Linked DNA regions of Astyanax mexicanus: region 2 is linked to region 1. Evidence: chromatin contacts called from public Hi-C data. All regions are on one chromosome and are shown on one strand. The core of a region is the stretch at or near the end of the contact, and the rest is flanking DNA. Distances in the headings are between cores, read along the strand shown. Region 1 holds the start of grk3 (G protein-coupled receptor kinase 3). Region 2 overlaps grk3 (G protein-coupled receptor kinase 3).

Region 1 (5,368 bases), core at 1,862-4,361:
AGAACTGCTTCTAGGTCCGCCATCTTCAACCCCGGGTCGACCGAATCGATACAGAACCAGGCGCGGGGAGGTTCGGGGGGATCAGATCGCTGGGAGAAGGCGTCGGAATCAACAGCTAAAGAAGAGCTCGACGGCGGCAGCAGCAATGCGGGAGACCGGAGCGAGCATCGAGTCCAGCCTGTCGTTTCCCGTCGTTTCCCTTCGTGTCTGCTGCTGTCCAATCTCAAAAAACAGCCATGCTGACAGATCAGACCAGACTCAGACGACGGTAGAGAGCCGGGGAACGGCGGCGAGAGCCTCTCGGACCGTCTCCAAGCGAATAAAAAATGAGAAATCGTAGCATGAACCAGGACAACACTTCCAAAACAATCAATCGATCGAAGCTGGATATGATCGGATCGGAGGAATATTGATTAATGTTTCCTCAGCCCCCCACCCCCTCTCCGTGAGGTTTGTTTTCTGCGAGAACCCACCTGCTGGTTAGGACTGTCAGAACCGAGCTGAGGGAACCAACGTAAATTCACACATGAAAATAGCTGCTGCTGTTAGCTAACGAGCTAATGTGGCTGCTAGCCTGTGCAGCTCAGACACACAAACTGGAGGAGAGTCCACTTCCAACGCCCGCCTCTCTCTATCTATCTCTATCTATCTATCTCTATCTATCACTCTACACAACACAATCTGCACAGCATCAACAACACAGGCTGAGATAATATCTTACATACATTCAGCTATTAAATCTCTATTACAGTGAAACTGGGTTGAGAGTTTGAAGATAAAAAAGATTAAAATGAAGATTAAAGCAAACTATTTAAGAGAAGAGCAAGCCAAGCACAGCAGTAATAAAAAAAATACAGTTTAGCGTGGAAATGGGCGAGAAGCTATAATTCTATTTTGAGTAAATTCAAATTTCCAATGAATTTAGAGACAGACCTACAGAAACAGTGTCAACCTGTTTCCAATTGTACCTAGCTAATAAATGCAATGACGAATTAAACTTTGTTCATCATTCCATATAAAACAAAGAAAAAACACATTAACCTAAAAGACAGCCGATAGTCAGTTAACCTAGCTAGAAAATAATGGCTATTATTAGCTGAGCTGATAAGACATGATCTGTTTAAACAAGTAAGTTAATAAGCCAGCCAACTAACGTCAGCTAGCCAAACAGAGTCAGTCAGTTAGCTTAGGTTATATAGCTGTTATATCCTGCTTTGTAACGTTAGCTAAAGAGCTAAAGCTCTGGTTAAACTGTTTAAATAAAGCTCTGGTTAGGTAGGCTGGTTTGACGGCCTGTTTTAGTGCACTAGCAGATTTCAACCTGTCTCAAAACCTTTCACAAGATCTCTCTAACCAACCAGCAGCTCCATCCATCTAATTTAACATTAAGCTGTCAAAACAGAGCTTCTCCATTTTTCCTCTATTGACAACAGAGAAAGGGACTTTTTACGACTGAGTGGCTGTTGCTGTTCGTGTTTAATCTAAATGTTAAAAGCTCATAGCCTGATTAAAAATATACAAGTCGTGCACTCTTCTTAGCGAGGTTATTAGTTTATATCACTATCGCTTTAAAATTAACTAAGCTAGATTCATATTATTAGAGACGCTACTGATTTATGGCTGAATAATCTTGTGCAACTAATCAACAGATATTAACTTTAACCAGTTAATCCTTTATTATGTAGCTGTAGATATTTGACTGTGAGGAAACCGCTGTAGGCGAACTAAACTAAGCTAGCTATCCAGCATCTTCAACAACTTCAGCTGTCAAACCAGAGCTTCTCCATTTCCTTGCCAACAGAGAGAGAGAAAGGGGTGTTGTTACGACTGACTTTTACAGACTAAAAGAAAGCCTGTGAAAATTACCTAACGTTAAAATATCGTGCAAACTGATTGACGTTAGAGCTTAAACTGTAGAGCTCTCAGTCCCTGTCGAAACTGTTTTAAACTAGCTACAATAATAATAATAAACGACACGACTGTGGCCAGAACTGCAGTCCTACTACTACACCCTCACCACCACACTACAGCTGTATGTCTCCTCTGCAGTATTAGATATTATAGCTGTATATAAATAAGTTTCTACTTTCCTGAATCGTCGCAATAATTATCGAAAGGTATCGTTTAACTGTATTTTACTGCAGATTTAATCGATATACTACCTGGTGAGGAGGGGGAGGGGAGGAGGGGCGCCTGCCTGAAAAGGAAATTAGCCAGCGTTAGTTTAGCTAGCCACTTAGCACGTTAGCATATTAGCATGCTAAGCTAGCTAACGCTCTGCGCGCTTCTCCTCAGAGTTTCTCCTCAGAAATCCTGAGGTAAAAAATGTTCCCTCAGACTCGAGCTCGACCCAGACTGACTTTAATCACACACTGAAAGACGATTTAATTGTAAAACCGTGAACTCCAGCAGCCGGGAGAAGTTATGAGTGATTTAAAGTAGCTAAAACTAAACTAACTCTTGCGGAACTTCATTTTCGAGGCTAGCGCGCTTTAGCTTTCTGGCTCTCAGAGGAAAAACACACGACACCGCCACTTAGCCAATATAATATGATATAACAGGCGGTTAGTTTAGGTTAGTAGTTAGCATGGTAGCTAACTCAGGGTAAATTTAACTAACGAAAACTAGCTACACACTTATATAAGCAGAGTCAGGTCTTCTTCGTTGAGTTTTTATATCGTTAAAAGTCCGCCGTGTTGTGAGATATCCAGAGTTCTCTCTGTGTAAATTCAGCAGCAGTAAAATAAAAACAAGCCCCGGGTTTTCTCGCTTCTCATCCTGACCGAATCTCCCCGAACTCCGCGGTGTAACTCAGCGCAGCCGCGCTCGGGCGGTGAGGCAGTCCGCACACATTACTCCCCGCACACACACCGCACAAATCCCGCACACGCCGGAGCAGCTCAGCCCGGCCGTCACAAAACCTCCACACAGAACAAGCTGTCCATTAACCCGCGCTTCTCTCGCTCTCCTCAGCGGGTCTCTAAACCCCTCAGTGTGTGGATGGATGGGTGGGTGGATGATCGCTGGAGGAGCCGCAGCCGCTCCGCTCTCAGTGAACTGAACTCCAGACTGCAGCCCGCGGACAGACAGCTCTCGGTGCGGGGGGAGCCGCACTTCCTCTCGCGCAGACGCGCTGCAAAACCCGGCACTGGAGCTCCGCCGGGCGGAGGGCTGGAGCCTCGCACAGTCACAGATTATTATTATTACAATGAACATTTAATATAAAGCCTTATATCTCTAAATCTAAACACAAACACTAATATTACATATAATTTACATTTATCTGACGATCCTATTTAGAGCTTTTTCATGTGTATCATGTTAACATGTTATATATATACAGCTCTTGAAACAAAATAAGAGAGCACTTAATTTTTTTTTATTTTACCAAAATGAAAACCTCTGCAATATAATCAAGAGGAAGATGGATGATCACAAACCATCAAATCACCAAACTGAACTGCTTGAATTTTTGCACCAGGAGTAAAGACTTCTCCAAAAGCAGTGTGTAAGACTGGTGGAGGAGAACATGATGCCAAGATGCATGAAAACTGTGAAAAACTGTTAAAAACCAGGGTTATTTCACCAATATTGATTTCTGAACTCTTTATGAACTGACAACATTTCTCCCACATTACCAATAAAAAAATTTCCATTTAATAAAATATACCATTTAAAAAATGGTAAAATAAAGAAAAAATGTAGTGCTTTCAGAAGAAAACAAGTTCATATTAATGTAGAAACAACAATACTTACGTCAATCAATAATTGGCAGTATAATCCTGGCAGAATAATCCTGATTTTTTTGTCTCAGTTTTAATGCATCTTGGCATGCTCTGAACCAGTCTTGCACACTGAAATTTGGGTAAACTAAGGCAAGTTTAACAGCAACAACTTTAGCAGATCACCGGCTACAGGCCTTCAGCCCTGCCCAGCATTATTACTGTATCAATAGCATCACTACTCCTGTGTTAGCCTCACACAGCACTGCTACCCCAACATTATTCACAAGCCATGCTGATTACGGACCTTCACTTCTAAACCCTAGTAAATATCTGGTCTGCATCTTAAAGCAGGATTACCTAAAAAGATATATGTGGCATATTTTATGCCACAGCACCTTTTTTCAAAGTAACGTTCCTTTCTATTCTTTAAACATCATTAATTCATTCAATACAGCCAATGGTGATCTGGCAAAACTGGGCTTGCTTCATTTTTCCTCATTAATGTTAGCAGTTTTCATCTGTATTTGATTTTATTTATGCTGTAATGTGTGACTTTGCATCATGGGGTTATTTAAGAGATTTATTTATCCACACGTGTAGGTGAATGTCAGGAGTCAGGAGTCTAGGCCTAGGACTCTTATTGTGTAGAGCTGTACAACAGTGGTGTCAATCCACAAACTGCCACAAACATGTAAAACATGAAAAAATACATCAGCTTAAAACTTATACTAATTTCCGAAATTGAGCTAAACTACTTAATAAATGTTAAAATGTTTTTTACGCATTTTATGAATTTTATAATAACGCATTAACTCTTAACCCCTGTGAAACACGTGCTTGTGTTTAGCGTGGTGGCGCTGCTCGTGGCGCCCTCTGCTGGACAGTGAGAACACGCCCTGTTTATGATTCAGATCAAACTGATCCGATTCAAAGTTTAAAAACACAGTAAAATCTCTTTTAATATTTTTTTTGGATCATGACACATTAAAAATACTGAGTTAATAATTAAAGATAACTGTATTATCACACAACTACTGAGCCAGTAATGTTAGATGCCTATAATTTATTTTGTGAAGGATTATATGTAAACAATGATCTGTTAGGGATTTAGGGAGTGCAAAATGTAATTAAACATAATATTGATATATTCAATATTGTATTGATATATTAAATGAGTTATAGGTAATAAGAAAAAATATGTATCTTTTAGACTTTTATCTACTTCTAAATAGTTAAACCTGGAGTGATTCTTGCAGTTCTGTAAAGTAAAACATAACAGTATGATTCTGAAAATGAAAAAAATCTCTGTATAAAATGAATAATAAAATATTCAGTCACAATAACTGTTATTGTTATATCGGTGGCATAACATGTATTGTCTTACAACAACAGTAAAATTGTTTATTGTTAACAGGAGAGTGTGTTGTAAAAATATTATGTAAATTATATTATGTAAATTATAATGTTAATGTTAGTTATTGTTACAGGCCCAGCAGAAAGTAATATTTTTTTATCAATACTTTTTTTTTTTTTTGAGGGATGCACCAAATATGAAAAAGTAATAGGTGGAATTGCAGTGTTTCCTCTAACATTAGGGTTTTTTTCAGCAGCAGGTTCAGATCTACACTGGTGTTGAGAGTGAT
Region 2 (5,368 bases), core at 1,908-4,407, 33 kb before region 1:
AGCTGATGGACCGTATTAAACGTATCTTCTCTTGGTCGTACGGCAGCAGAGATTAACAGGTTTTCAGTATAAAGCGTATTCCTGAGCAGGAGCAGCATCAGGACGAGCACACAGACAGATGAAAGCTCGGGAAAAGGTTGCCATTACCTTGAGGTCTCTGTAGACGACGAATCGATTATGCATGTGCTCCAAGCCCAGGATAATCTCTGCTGCATAGAAGCGCATCTCCTTCTCACTGAACACGCCGTGCTGGGAGAGGTGGTAGTGAAGGTCTCCACCTGAAACAGGAGAATAAGTGTTTTAGTGCTTCTATTCTCAGGCAGGCAGGAGTGTACATGATTACAGGTGTGCTCTGATTAGATACTGGATCATTACAACACCACAAGAGGGCGTAACACTAGCCCTGAGGCTACTTTTGGGTAGTGTACCTCCTGGTGAGAAACTGTTGACTGCTAGAAATGAATTTCCCACCATCCAGACCATCAGTCAGCCTGTCATGAGCGAGAAACCTGGACTTGGACTGGAACTGTATAGTTTTTAATTATGAATCCAGTTCTGTTATCTGGGATCCAACAACAATCAGGTTTGAGTATGGAGGTCTTTGCTGTGGAGCAACACACTGATCCAACAAACTGCTGGTGTGATTGCTTAATTGATTGATTGATGATCTGAGGATCATCTCACACAGTGAGAGTCAGTCACTCCTAGTAGTGATAGGAGGAACATTACTAACAGTGATCTCAGTGATCTGTGCAGAACATCCTGCAGATACATGTGTTTCTGCTTTCTCTCCTGCAGAACTTTCATTTTTCAGCAGGATAATGTTCACCCACACACAGCAAGGGTTTCCCAGGAACACAGTCTCCACCAGATTGCAGCACTTCCTCGTCCTGCAGATCTCCAGATTTATCACCAACCCAGCATTTATGGAGCAGCTGGGACTCTGCTTCAACCTACGAATGTAGAGCTACAGGATCTACAGGCCCAGCTGTAGCAACATCTGTGGGTAAATGTGCTGCAGGATCCATACAGAACCTGTAGAACCTCCAAACCCAACCCTCTCAATCTCATCTTATATCCAGCATAGAGGAACCAACAGAGGCTAAACTAGATTCTCTTTTCAGTTACAGAGTAGTTTCCCCCACTATAAACTCCTCACCCTTTCACTATAATACTGTACTATACTCTAATATATCATTACATTCTGACTACTTACTCTGATGTGTTATTTTTGGTCAGTGAGTGTATTTATAGTACTCTGTAGTTTTCTGAAAGTCAAACTAAGGATTTTAATTAATGATTAATGGAACAGAAAGGTCAGAAGCAGCACAATAAACTGCTGAAACACAGAACTGCAGTCTTATAAGAGCTCTTAGTAAAAGCTAATTGTTTTAACATGCAGTTCCAGCAGTCCTCAGAACAAACCCCGGACCTCTGTAATCCAGGTTGAGGAGTCCAGAGCCGGGGTGATAATTAAAGCAGGAGTAAATGTGAAGAGCTGTACAGGCCTGCGTGATTCTACAGAGGAGGCCTGAGATTAGCGCTTTTATTAGCGTAATCCTGTCAGACTGCAGCGTTTCTGCTGAGCGGATCTGAGGAGCAGAGCGGTTCTGAACATCAGAGACTCAGAGCAGAGAGACGGGTCACTCTCTCACCATTCATCAGGTCCAGGATAAAACACAGTTTATCAGGGGTGTGGAAGGCGTACGTCATACACACAATAAACGGACAGTCCTGCAGAGAGAGAGAGAGAGAGAGAGAGAGAGAGAGCGAGAGAGAGAGCGAGAGAGAGTGAGAGAGAGAGAGAGAGAGAGCGAGAGAGAGCGAGAGAGAGCGAGAGAGAGAGCGAGAGAGAGAGAGAGAGAGAGAGAGAGAGAGAGAGAGAGAGAGCGAGAGAGAGCGAGAGAGAGAGTGAGAGAGAGAGCGAGAGAGAGAGCGAGAGAGAGAGCGAGAGAGAGAGAGAGAGAGAGAGAGAGCGAGAGAGAGAGAGAGAGAGAGAGAGAGATTGAGATTTTATACAGAGGTTCAATAAAAAACATACACTTTTTTAGTTAAGTAGTATAATCAAAGTATTAAAAGCAAGCATTCCTGCAGTAGGGCTGCACAACACTGGTGAAAAACATGACATTGCAATATATGCAACAGAAACCAATATATATTTTGCAACTAGGTCTCTAATAATATTTTTTACAAGATATCTTTAAATTTGGGACACACTAGGCTGTTCTAGTGTTTCAGCTGCATATATGGTGATTGTAAATGAATGTATTTTAGTAGAAAGTAAATATATTAAAGAAGTTTAGTTGGACTGGAGTTTGTCTGGAGTTCTCTTGAGTCTCTGCACGGATCATCTTCATACTAGACTACATACGTCTGCTATGTTTTTGCTGGAGTGTGTGTGTGTGTGGTGTGTGGTGTGTGTGTGTGTGTGTGGGGGGGGGGTGGGGGTGGGGGGGTCGTGTGCAGGTGTGATGGATCACAGTATAAACCAATAGGGAGTCAGAATGGTATATGTTTATACTTCTCTACATCCAACCACCAATCAGATTCACTCTATCTGGATGGAGAGATTTATCTGGATAGGGGTTTTATTGAACGATGAGAAGCCGGAATGAAAACCAGCTGAAGTGAAATAGGAGTGACGAGACTGTTTTTATTAAAATGTAAGGAGGAGAAAGTTCAAATAATTGTGTGAAAATGTAAAATAGTAACTCCAGTAAAATATAAATAGCCTACATTTAACTTAAGTAATGTAATAAAGTATCTGTACTTCATTACTTCCCTCCTCTGGTACTGTAGGAGTGTGTGGAGTGTATAAGCTGTTCTCTGAAACTAGAGGAAGGCTGTGGGGAAGAGTGCAGCTCTGCTGCTTCAGGAGATTATATCTGAACTCCTCACTCACCCCTGTGCTGACCAGCGACAGCATGATTCTCTCATTGAGTGCCAGGGTCTCACCCTGCTTCATCTTAATCCGCTTCTTATCCAAACACTTCATGGCATACCTGTCCGACACAAAACAGCACAGCCAGTAAGAAAATCCATTTCTCTCCAGGAAATTTTCCACCTCTTTATAAAGTCTGTCCTAATTCAGGTTCTGTACTCACATTTTCCCTGTGTCTGCCTTCCTGCAGCCGTACACCTCGCCAAACCCGCCTCTACCGATGATCCGATGAACGCTGAAGTCATTCATGGTTAACTACACAACACAACACCACAAACGAGTTATTAATACTGACTTCTGAGGGTTTAAATCAACGCTTAAATAAAATCCTGCTTTAATCTGAACTCAAACAGACAGTACACTGTAAGCATGGACACAGTGGTTCCTTTCCCTTCTGTTCTATAAAAATTAATCAAAAATATATCAGCCATGTTGTTAAAAAACAGAGGTGGATCCAGACCAGCTTATGGATTCAGTAGAACTGCCCTTTCCTAAGACCTGTGTGTCTCAGACCGCCTTCATTCAGTTTTCATCAAAAATAAAGAAACCAAAGTTACTACGCTCCAGTACGACCCCCGAGAGAGTCAGCACGTACTGCTGTTTTCATTAAAAGAAGATAAAATAATGTTTTAATATAATGTTTTTTATAATATAGTAGAAAAAGTTTATAAACTGATTTCTGGCGGAAATACAATAATAAAAACATGGTAATATTAACACAGAGAAAACTACCTGCTGTAATTAAACACTGGAGATGGAAAGACTTCAAAACTTAGATGAGAAATTTACACGGAAAATGGGCAGGGCTGTTTTCTCATTAAAACATATGGGGATGGGCGGAGCTACATGCTCTCATACTGCAACCAGCGAGCAGAGGCACTAGACCTGCATTAACTCATAATTTAATAAATGATTTTAAGCATTTCTTGACTTCCTGCTGGATCACCTGCCTAAGCTGCTCGTATCATTCTGTCAATCTCACTCTCAACACTCCAAACACAACTCACATGAATATTGAGCTCCACATTCTTCCACTGGCAGAAGCGAGTGAACTTATCACTGTATGGAAGAGAAACAGGGAGGAATGTTAGATAAACTCATGATAAGACAACAGAAACACACACAACATCAACAAGAGTAAAATGTAAGTAAAATATAAGCCACACCTTTCTATGAACTTCTGAAAGATCTTCCCTCGCAGACTGTCACAGATTTCCACAATGTACGGCTGAAGAGAGAAAAGGAGCGACAATGTTGATTATTTCAAATTGTCGACTACAAATTTCATTGTCGACTCATTGCTATTTGTAACAGTGCTGTATTATACAGAATGCTGGGGACAGAAGCGCAATGAGAGATAAATGAGGGTAAATGGCTCACTCACTTACACTCATCTTAATCTGTGTCTCCTAAAGTGCCCAAACTCAACAGAAAAAAGATTTAATCACTAAATATCAGAACTTTCCATGTTTAAACATAATCTAGACAATTAAAGGCCTTTTAAATTTAATGTGCAGCTTTTTCTATCGTTTTTAGAGATGGAGGACATCTCAGAAATAATCACTGACTAGTCGGCTAATCGACTAATCGAAAAAATAATCAGCAGATTAGTCGACTCCCAAAATAATCATTAGTTGTAGCCCTAATAATCACCCGGTTCTACCATACAGCTGCTTTAAAACCCTAAACACATACAGCGTAGTGTGCTTTATTTACTGTCTCTTACCTGAAAGAGGGATGGAGGCACCTGTTTCTTAGCAAGGTGAGATTGGACATGGTCCACTGCTTTCTTAGAGAAGGGCTGTAAGACACACAGACACTGTCAGACCCAGAGCAGGAGGCATTTCTTCAGTAAACACAGAGAAAGCCTCTACACTTATTTCCCCAGCCGTCCTCAGCTGCGTTACGCCGCTGTCTAAATACGTGACAAACACTCAGTCACACAGTCTGTGTGGCCTGAAGGCTGCTGGTACCGTTGTGTTGATCCACCCAGCCTTCCTCCTTTAGAAACCGTCTGCAGGGAGAGTGGATGCTACAGGGTCAATAAGGCAGCGCATGACTGGAGGTCCAGAAAAAGGCTAAATTTAAGTGGAGTCCAGGCTGATTAAGTGGAGAAGAAAAGCCCTGCGGCTTCAAACAGACGTCTCAAAAAAAACAGCGGCAGACAAAAACGACACGCATCAGAACGAGCAGCCGTTTATTTTAATCATGTTTTCACACAACACCACCAAACCTAATCCACCATAATATAGCTGCAGGAAATCTGACTCCGCCTCTCTTACACCTGCAGCCAATCAGTAAAGCATCGCTAGTCAGCATCAGCATCTCGGGCTCTGATACATCAGCTAACAGACGCCTGTACCGACCAGCATCTCTCTCAGACTCCGGCTGCTGATGGAGTCCTGATTTTAATCATTATTAAAAACA

The links. Hi-C and Micro-C count contacts between places; a contact is called where the count stands out from the background.
Region 2: a contact with region 1 is called in a Hi-C map of blood, with 2.9 times the contacts expected there. The contact joins the enhancer-like site here to the promoter of grk3 in region 1.

Annotation. Positions count from the first base shown.
Region 1 is chr20:245,292-250,659 of AstMex3_surface, reverse strand. It overlaps grk3 (G protein-coupled receptor kinase 3), which reads right to left and starts at 3,111. Exons shown (of 22, transcript XM_049468552.1): 1 at 1-3,111. The coding sequence starts at 23.
Region 2 is chr20:278,555-283,922 of AstMex3_surface, reverse strand. grk3 (G protein-coupled receptor kinase 3) reads right to left here. Exons shown (of 22, transcript XM_049468552.1): 5 at 4,668-4,742; 6 at 4,108-4,169; 7 at 3,949-4,000; 8 at 3,105-3,196; 9 at 2,903-3,002; 10 at 1,656-1,734; 11 at 148-278. Among protein-coding and RNA genes, the nearest start is that of LOC103022748, 23 kb to the left of the region's middle. Within about 2 kb of position 3,157, the one cell type or tissue checked has an H3K27ac peak away from gene starts, as active enhancers do.